Linked DNA regions of Tachysurus vachellii: region 2 is linked to region 1. Evidence: chromatin contacts called from public Hi-C data. All regions are on one chromosome and are shown on one strand. Each heading gives the region's core, a stretch centred on a gene start, on an enhancer-like site or on the middle of the called end of the contact. The rest is flanking DNA. Distances are from core to core; before and after follow the strand shown. Region 1 holds the start of irx5a (iroquois homeobox 5a). Region 2 holds the start of irx3a (iroquois homeobox 3a).

The links. Hi-C and Micro-C count contacts between places; a contact is called where the count stands out from the background.
Region 2: a Hi-C map of blood shows a contact between it and region 1, with 4 times the contacts expected there. The contact joins the promoter of irx3a here to the promoter of irx5a in region 1. A contact is called at or near these places in 2 of 3 Hi-C or Micro-C datasets (blood and muscle).

What each region holds. Positions count from the first base shown.
Region 1 is chr23:13,145,989-13,150,460 of HZAU_Pvac_v1, forward strand. irx5a (iroquois homeobox 5a) reads right to left here and starts at 2,785. Exons shown (of 4, transcript XM_060859364.1): 1 at 2,159-2,785; 2 at 768-1,173; 3 at 1-398. The coding sequence starts at 2,404.
Region 2 is chr23:13,412,435-13,417,041 of HZAU_Pvac_v1, forward strand. It overlaps irx3a (iroquois homeobox 3a), which reads left to right and starts at 2,714. Exons shown (of 3, transcript XM_060859598.1): 1 at 2,714-3,223; 2 at 3,965-4,607. The coding sequence starts at 3,011.

The DNA.
Region 1 (4,472 bases), core at 1,535-4,034:
GGCGCTGGCTGCCGGTAGAGCGCTCTGGGCTGTGCCCCCTGCGTCGCCGCCTCCTCCTCCTCTGCACCTGTCTGAGGACGTGGCTATTTCCGCCAGAGACCACAGTTTAGGTTTGGGCGCAGACGGGGGAGAATGGATAACGGACGTAGCGTTGCTGTGATTGACTACGGAGGCACCGTGTGCAACTTCCGGCGGCCTGTCGTGCACGTTAAGCTCGTGGGCCCGCTGCACAAGCGACGGCGACGACGTGGTGGCTTTTGAAGGGTTCACGAGTGCGTCCGCGCGCTCGTCAGTCTCCTTCAAGTCCGAGTCGCTGAGCAAAGGGTCCGAGTCTTTGCCGTGGTGGTCATCTTGAAATCTGTCGCACGGCGCCTCGCCCACGTGCAAGATTTTGGAATCTGAAAAATGGGAAAAAAGAAATATGTTTATTATCATCACCATAAATTATATATATTATACATATATAATTTATGGTGATTTTAATAGTAATAATAAAAATAATAATAATAATAATAATCAGATTGTAATAAATGAGATTCAGTACGCCAGCTGTGCCCCTATTATGCAGCTCAAGATAAATGGACTGCAAAACACCCCGCGTCACCAGCAATTCTCACTCCATAAGGAGTCAAATTAGAGCTCAAGGTGATTATTATTTAAAGCAATTGTCCTATTATAAATAATACACCGCCATTAACCAGCAATCAATTTTGCGCCCGGAGTGGAAAAACGACTACGAATTAAAAATTGATGATTTTTCCACAGACCTGTCTCCGTGTCTGTCGAGTCTCCCTTGTCAATAGGCTTGTTAGGCTCGTCGTCGTCATTTTTCTCCAGGTCGATGTTCTCGTCCTCCTCCTCGTCCTCGCTCCTGTTGCGCGGCGTCCAGGTCATCTTGTTCTCCTTCTTCAGTCTCCTCCGAGCGTTGGCGAACCAGGTGGACACCTGGGTAAGGGTCATCTTGGTAATGATGGCCAGCATGATCTTTTCGCCCTTGGTGGGATACGGGTTCTTGCGGTGCTCGTTGAGCCAGGCCTTCAGAGTCGCGGTGGCGTCCCGGGTCGCGTTCTTACGGTACGCAGGGTCACCGTACGGGTATGAACCCAGTGGTGCTGCGTACGGGTGATAACCGATAGATCCAGCCATGCCTGACGTGTGATCATAGGGGGAACTCTGCAAGAAGCCCATTAAAACACAATTAAACCCACTGTATCACATATACCATCCATTCAAACGCAAACTTTAACGTGATGTAAGTTTAACCAGCTCCCAAAACTTACTGAACACACACACACACACACACACACACACACACACACACACACACACACACACACACACACACACACTACACTACACTAAATCTAATTAATCAAATTATTGACCCACTAAACTCAACACATTTTGCTAGTTTTTCCAGTGAATATATAAAAACCTCTGAACAAACCCGGGGCTTAAAATAGACCTTCCAACTAATACTCTATTCTGTGTATATTATTCAGAAACATCACTATGTGTATAATATATTTTATGATGTCTGCACTTATTATTATTATTATTATTATTATTATTATTATTATTATTATTATTATTATTACTAATATGCTGTCAGTTTGTTAGGCCATGCTGCCAGATATCATGTTGTTATACATGTTGTTTATATAAAATGTTCCGTTAAATAAAAACACACACACACACAAACAAAACGCTTGATCGCCACAAAAACCATGGCATCCTAAATTAAATACGGCTTTTAAGAGTCTTTTGCTATAGAGAGCCATATGAAACTTATGCAAATACGAAGCAAATGTTTGCTGCTGAAAATCTTTTGCTCGACTTGTTTTGCAAGGCTTTTATTTTCCTTCGTGAAAAACAGACTATTCCTCAAACTAATATTTATTGATTTACTTATTTTGTATTCAGACATTTATCATCTAAGTATTCCGGCAATTTAAAGACTGAAATTGTATTTGATTAACGTGCATAGTCAAAAAGAAGAAGAAAAAAAACTATCTCGTACATCACGCGCAATTACAAGTAAACAAACAAATTAGGGACACAACCATTCGGTCCTGTAACTTTGCACAAACTATAGCTATAACAAAGGGTAGAAGATAATTAATTAAATAAATAGATGAATAAATAAAACCTTACTCACCACGTAAGAGGTGAAAGTGGCGGCGGCGGCTGCGGCGTCCGCTCCGTATGGCAGATGCGAGCTGTAGGCAGCTGAGGCGCTGCTGAACGCCGTGGATCCGGCGTAGGGTGCAAATGCCGAGCCTGAAGACGATCTACCGAGCTCTTCGGTGCGCGGGCCCGAGATTACACTCGTGCTGTACGCTGGGCACGAGTAGAGCGCCAAAGAGGCGGACGGTTGATACAAGTAGCCCTGAGGGTACGCCATGGCCAAGCGCCGGAGAACGAGCTGCTTTTTCGGTGCACTTTGTAATCCGCTTTTTTTTTCACTTTCACACGCACAGTCGTCCGCGCTCGCGCATAGAGTCCCTGATGAGCAGAGCGCGCGTCCGTCGCCTTCGCGCACTGGAAATCAGAAGAAGCAACGAATGCATAGACTTCTGACTTCTCTCCGTTAACTCGAAGTGGACTGTTGTTGTTGTTGTTGCTGTTGTTATTGTTGTTGATGTGGATCAGTGGTGATCGACTTTTCGAGTCTGACCCTCGGCGCTTAGACTTGTCGGTTCTCTCATTCCGTGTTTTGAGCGAGAAAGTTTTCTTTTTTGCGCGTCTCGGACGGGGCTTTGCGCCGCGGAGTGCCCTGCCAGGATGCTAAGTTGGAAATTGAGGATTCTGACGCCCACTACGTCGCCTCCTCACGCTCCTCCTCTCGGGTGTAGTCAGAGAACGAGCAGGAGAGCTGGTGCTCGGTTCCAGCTCTCTCTCTCTCTCTCTCTCTCTCTCTCTCTCTCTCTGACACACTCGCACAGAGACATTCGCTAACAACCCCCCCCTCCTTTTTTTTTTGCCTCTAACAATCCTCATTGCTTTAGACCGAACCGATTCAGCCCCTGGATGGCGATCTCATGCGAGCCGAGTGCGCATCAGCTCCAACTTCCCTCGTTCTCTAAACACATGAAGCCGTCACTTTCACACTTGATTAATAGCAAATGGACTAAGCTGGCTGCCAGAGACCGCTTTGCCAAACACCAGAGGAGAAACGCTACATGTTCTGCTGCTCTTCCTTTCGTCTTCCAGGTTTTTTTCCTTTTCTTGCATTTTTTTGCGCGCATTCGTCTTGCCTTGATGACAATACATACCATATTTTTAAAACATTTTACATATAACGGAAAGTCTAATTTGTTGGCGCCTTAAAAACACAACTACAAGAAATAACCCAATTGCTTTCGATTAATAAGATACATATTTATATATGCAAATATCGGCGCGCTCACTGAACTCGACGGTGTAAAATGAGTCAGTTTAACTGGAGACAGTGTTGTCAGAGCGCGTGAGTGTGTGACTCTGAATCGGTTCTTCACAGTACGAGAGAGTAACTTTTGACAGGCGATAGACTAAGTGACACTTTTTAGGAATGAAGCAGCTCTTCCGCCTGTTTAGCGCAAATTCACGAACACACACACACACACACACACACACACACACACACACACATTAAAGTCCATATGAGGCCACGGCCATGGCCTCTAAGCCGCTTTGATTTACACTGATATCTGTCTCTGCGCCGTAGGAGATCCCCGATTTATACCGATTTATTTCATTTTGTTTGCTTGAAAACCATTTGTGCTCCGTATCATGCCTATTATGGCAATAAAACAAGCTGAACACAGGCTATTTAGGTTTAGTGCATATAGTGCATGATCCGTTCTAGCAGCCCTAAACAACTGTATAAATATAATAGTAGGCGATACTTATGCTTGTTATCGTGTATTTATTTTTTATTCCTAGAAAATATTAGGTCCAGCTTTGAAGTAATAGAAATGTATCTATGAGGCACAATGCCAGGCAAAAAACCCCCCCAAAAAAAAACAAATATAAAATAACAGTGATGATGATAATAATAATAATAATAATAATAATAATAATAATAATAATAATAATAATAGGAATAAGAAATTCTTCATTCATATTCGGCTACCATAAGTTAAAAATCTTGTAGACAAAATTATTTCAGCATTTGCACTCTATGTCGAAAGTGTTTTTCTCCCTTTTTTCTCCTGCACTGTTCGGGTTAGTTAAAGTCCGTGTTGTGCCGAAAGGGATCGCTGTAGGCGTTGTTTAAAAGCCTCTGGAGAGGAAAAGGACTGAAACTCTTGAAGAGCCAAACAGAAGTCGAGTTACAGTCACACTGTAAAACATATTTATTTCATCCCCATTTCTGTACTGATCCCCACCCACTTTCAACGTGGCAATGAGCTTTTAAATACAGAATAGCTACATTAATAACAACAACAACAATAATAACAATAATAATAATAATAATACTAATAATAATA
Region 2 (4,607 bases), core at 1,464-3,963, 270 kb after region 1:
AAGGCGATCTTAGGAGTGTCATTTGCAGAGCCTCCGTTTGAAGCCTTTGATTTTTTTTCTTTCTTTTTTTTGCGCCGGGGTCTTGTGTATTGCGCTAAGAGCTGTGGGTTTTTTTTTTTTTGTTTATTTGGATGTTTGTTGGAGAGAAGGAGAAATGGTGTCATCTGCATAATTGCCTGTAAGGACGTCAGAGAAATTATCCTTCAAGAAGCACATCGGAGATTGCCCTATTTATGCCCCAACTTTGAAATATACAGCCGTGTTATTTTTATTTATTTATTTATTTATTTATTTACTGAAAGACCACTGGATTGAATTAGTTCCTGGGTGCTATAATAGGCTCATATGTGAATTTAAATTAATAGCACTTCAAAAATATATTATGATTCTTCTTCTTCTTCTTCTTCTTCTTCTTCTTCTTCTTCTTCTTATTATTATTATTATTAATATTATTATTATTATTATTAATATTATTATTATTATTATTATTATGCCGTATTCCGTGCTACAACATTTTAAAAGTCACCGCGTGTTATTTAAAAGAATTGATCTTTTATCGACTCCATAATAAACACACAGTGTTAAGCGGTAGGAGGGCACCGAGAAGGCAGGCCGTCTTAATGCTTTTATGGCCTCGGCAGTTTCCCGACTTGGTGTGAAAGGGAAAAAAAACGTGTGAAGTTAGCTCATGTGCACGTGTTTGAATTGGAGCAATAAATCAGCGGCAGCGCTTGGGGCCTTGGTGGGTCCCGAGGAGGAGAGACGTGTGGCTCGCGGGGTTTGAGGCGCTGTCGGGCCGCTACAGTAGCGAGGACGCACCGCTGACTACCCGGAGACCCGGGTGACTATCGAGTCACTGAGAACAGGACTTGCTCAGAAGGACATCCATTGCTACAGATTAAGCTAGACTGCTTTAAAAATAAAGTATTTGTGGATGTTTTTCCCAGATGGCGCAGTGGTGTTGTGGGGTCAGCAGGGTGTTTCAGAATAACCCTGTTTGGTTTGTGTCTGTAATTATTGTTGTTCCATGCACATGACTAGATATTACTGGTTTTAATTATTAAGCCTCCAAATCTTGAATCGTTTTTGTCAACATGCCTGGACACGGTTAAAGAAGACATAAAAAAAAAAAACCTGGACGCGCTGAATAGGCGGTGTGAATGAGAGTATTATAGAGTTACAAATTACACAGCAGACGCTGCTATGACAAATACAATTATAATCATCAGTTTAAAAGCAGATTGAGGGCGTTTATTGAAGTGCAAGGCTTTCTTGGAAATCTAAACGCAATATGTTCTTAACTCATGTTTTTAAATCTTAATATATCTGAGGGTTTTAGCCTCTATACTCTTTAAATAAGCTGAAGACTCGACCACTCATACGAGCCGTTGTTTTGCAGAGGATTAGGAGAAACACGAGGGTATGATGATCCAAAGTCCGGATGTAAAACAATCATGAATGTGTCCCTGACATATTTTCATCTCTTGGATTCAAGGAATTTCAATTCACGTCGTGTTGTTTAGTTTTAATCCGCATTATTTACAGGAGGCTTGGGAGGCTATCAAAGCCATCATTTGTAGGGCAATCCTTGGTCTTATATGATCAAGATCAAATATGATAATGCGTAATGAGAGCGTTTCTAATTATGCTTTTTAAAAAAAATCAAAGCAGCTTCAGGGTCAAACACACACACATCTATCTATCTATCTATCTATCTATCTATCTATCTATCTATCTATCTATCGTCATATATATCCATATGATACCGATCATGCAAAACAACTGCAATAATAATAATAATAATAATAATAATAATAATAATAATAATAATAATAATAATAATAATAATAATAATACAGATAATGTAGAACGGACATGTCCTCCAGTCCACACCAGTGTGTATTACTAAAGCTGCCATTGGTGACGCGCTCACGGCGCAGGCGCTAATCGCCGGACTTCTCCATTCTTGTCAACTTACTCTTTGAAGTCAAAGACAACTTGTCAACTGGCTGGATGGTTGTAATTAAAGGCGCAAGCCAACACCGAGCAGCTCGTTCGACGTTTACTGAGATTAAAACTATAGTTAAAACAAATCTGAATCTATATAAGCAGATATTTTTCCCCCTCTTTTTTTTTTTTTTTGCTCGCGCGTACAAAACTCCGACAATGCTCTTCAAATCTTAAGTCCTTCAGACTTCGGCGGAAGAATTCACAAATTAAAGTAAAAGATAAACACAGAAAAAAAAGTCAAACTTAATACCTGCAAGAATTAAACGTACCGTTTGTGTGTTAAAGAGTAACGGAGAGGAAGAGTGTATGTGTGTGTGATAGAGAGAGAAAGAAAGAGAAAGAAAAGAGAATTAGCTCGAGAAACAGGGGAAGGAATGAAAAGGCGAACAAATGACAAATGAAATGATTGGCGAGCCATAAAATGAGATTTGAAACTCTTTCAAATAAGAGATCGCGACGTCAGAGCGCTTATCCACACGGAATAGAGCGGCAAGAGAGGAAAAAAGTGTGTGTGTGTGTGTGTGTGTGTGTGTGTGTGTGTGTGTGTGTGTGTGTGTGTGTGTGTTTGTGTGTATGTGTGTCTGTGTGTGTGTGAGAGAGAGAGAGAGAGAGAGAGAGAGAGAGAGAGAGAGGAGTGAACGTGGGGGAGAGACTTGAGAAATAGGAGGAGCTTCTGGGCGACTAGAAATGTCAATCAGAGCAAAAGGCGTCCCAATAATCTAAAGCAATCTGTAAGGACCTGACCTTAGTCCATTCAGATCAATAGGGAAGCGAGGGAGGGAAGCGGCCGGCGGATCGTTTACGCGCGGCCCGTTTTCGGAGGAAATATAGACTTCCCTTACACTTTTGTACTTATTGTACACTGGATATCGCAGCGCGCATCGAGAAAGCGATTTTTTGTGTGTGCACGCGTGTGTGTGTGCGCGTGTGTGTTCGTGTACGTGTGTGCGATTTCAGCAGACTGTTGTTGGGTGTTTTTTCCCTTCGTTCCCCAACTACAATGTCTTTCCCACAGCTGGGATACCAGTACATCCGACCGATATACCCGCAAGAACGGCAAGGGATCGGCAGCGCGCGCAACGGGAGCGAGCTCAGTCCGTCCGGCACGCTCTCCAACGTTCTCTCTACCATGTACGGATCACCTTTCACCGCCGCACACACCTACGGAGCGTTCCTTCCTTATTCAAACGACCTGTCCATTTTCAGTCAGTTGGTGAGTTATCCTCTCATGCAAAGATTACGTAAATCTTCCTTTTTTTTCTCTGCTCCTCTTGGTCTTCTTCTTACTCTTCCTCCTCCTCTTTGCCTACTCTTTAATCTGTTCTTTTAAATGCTACTTGTTGTGCGTTGCGCGTTTGGACACCAAAAACATTTCTGCAGGTTGTGGTAGCATGGTTTTGCAAGACAGGAGTGAACTTTGCTGTTGACTCCGTTTGGCAAATACGAAATGAAGAAAAAAGTAACAAATTAACCAATAGAACATTTTTTTTGTTACACAGAAACAGGCCTCTGTGTTGACGCCAAGCAATAATACAGGCAAATAATCAATATTATTTAACAATTATTATTTATACAAACAATATTAATCAGGAGGAATTTTCCATATTTATATATATATATATATATATATATATATATATATATATATATATATATATATATATATATATATATATATATATATAATATTGATTAATATTATTCTGTTTATAGAATTTCCTTGAAGATACTTTTATTTAAATATCTACACAATTTCTATATTAAATATTCTGGATTTTTGTGCACATATCTGTATTCATATATTAAATATTCTGATTTTTGTCTCTTAATAAATTCACTCTAATGCAACTTTAAAAAAGGACCGTAAAAATAAAGTTTTAGTTGTTGTATTTTCTAGGGCGCATATTCCCTCGTGTTTGTTTCGCATTCTAAAATTGTTGTGCTTATGTTTCAGGGAGCTCAGTATGAGCTAAAAGACAGTCCAGGTGTCCAGCACCCAGCGTTTGCTCATCCTCACCCTGCTTTCTATCCCTACGGCCAGTACCAGTTTGGGGACCCGTCCAGACCCAAAAATGCCACCAGGGAGAGCACAAGCACGCTGAAGGCCTGGCTCAGTGAGCACCGCAAGAACCCATATCCCACCAAAGGCGAGAAGATCATGCTTGCCATCATAACCAAGATGACTCTCACCCAGGTGTCCACTTGGTTCGCTAACGCACGGAGGAGACTGAAGAAGGAGAACAAGATGACCTGGACCCCACGCAACCGCACGGATGAAGAAGGCAACGTGTACAGCAGCGACCACGAAGGCGAGGATGGCGACAAGCGCGACGACGAGGAAGAGATCGACTTGGAGAACATCGACACGGAGCACATCGAGAGTAAGGACGAGCTGGACGAACAGGACGAGCTCCACTCGGATTCCAAGCTGGACGCCAGCTGCGACTCGGAAATCTCGGACGGCTATGAGGATATACACGGGCCCGAGCCGAAGCTTTTAAAAGCCGTGGCCCAAGACGGCAAAGACGCGCACGCGGTTGCAGATGCTGAGAGGCCCGATCACTTCAACCTCCACCACCATCACCTCCATCACCATC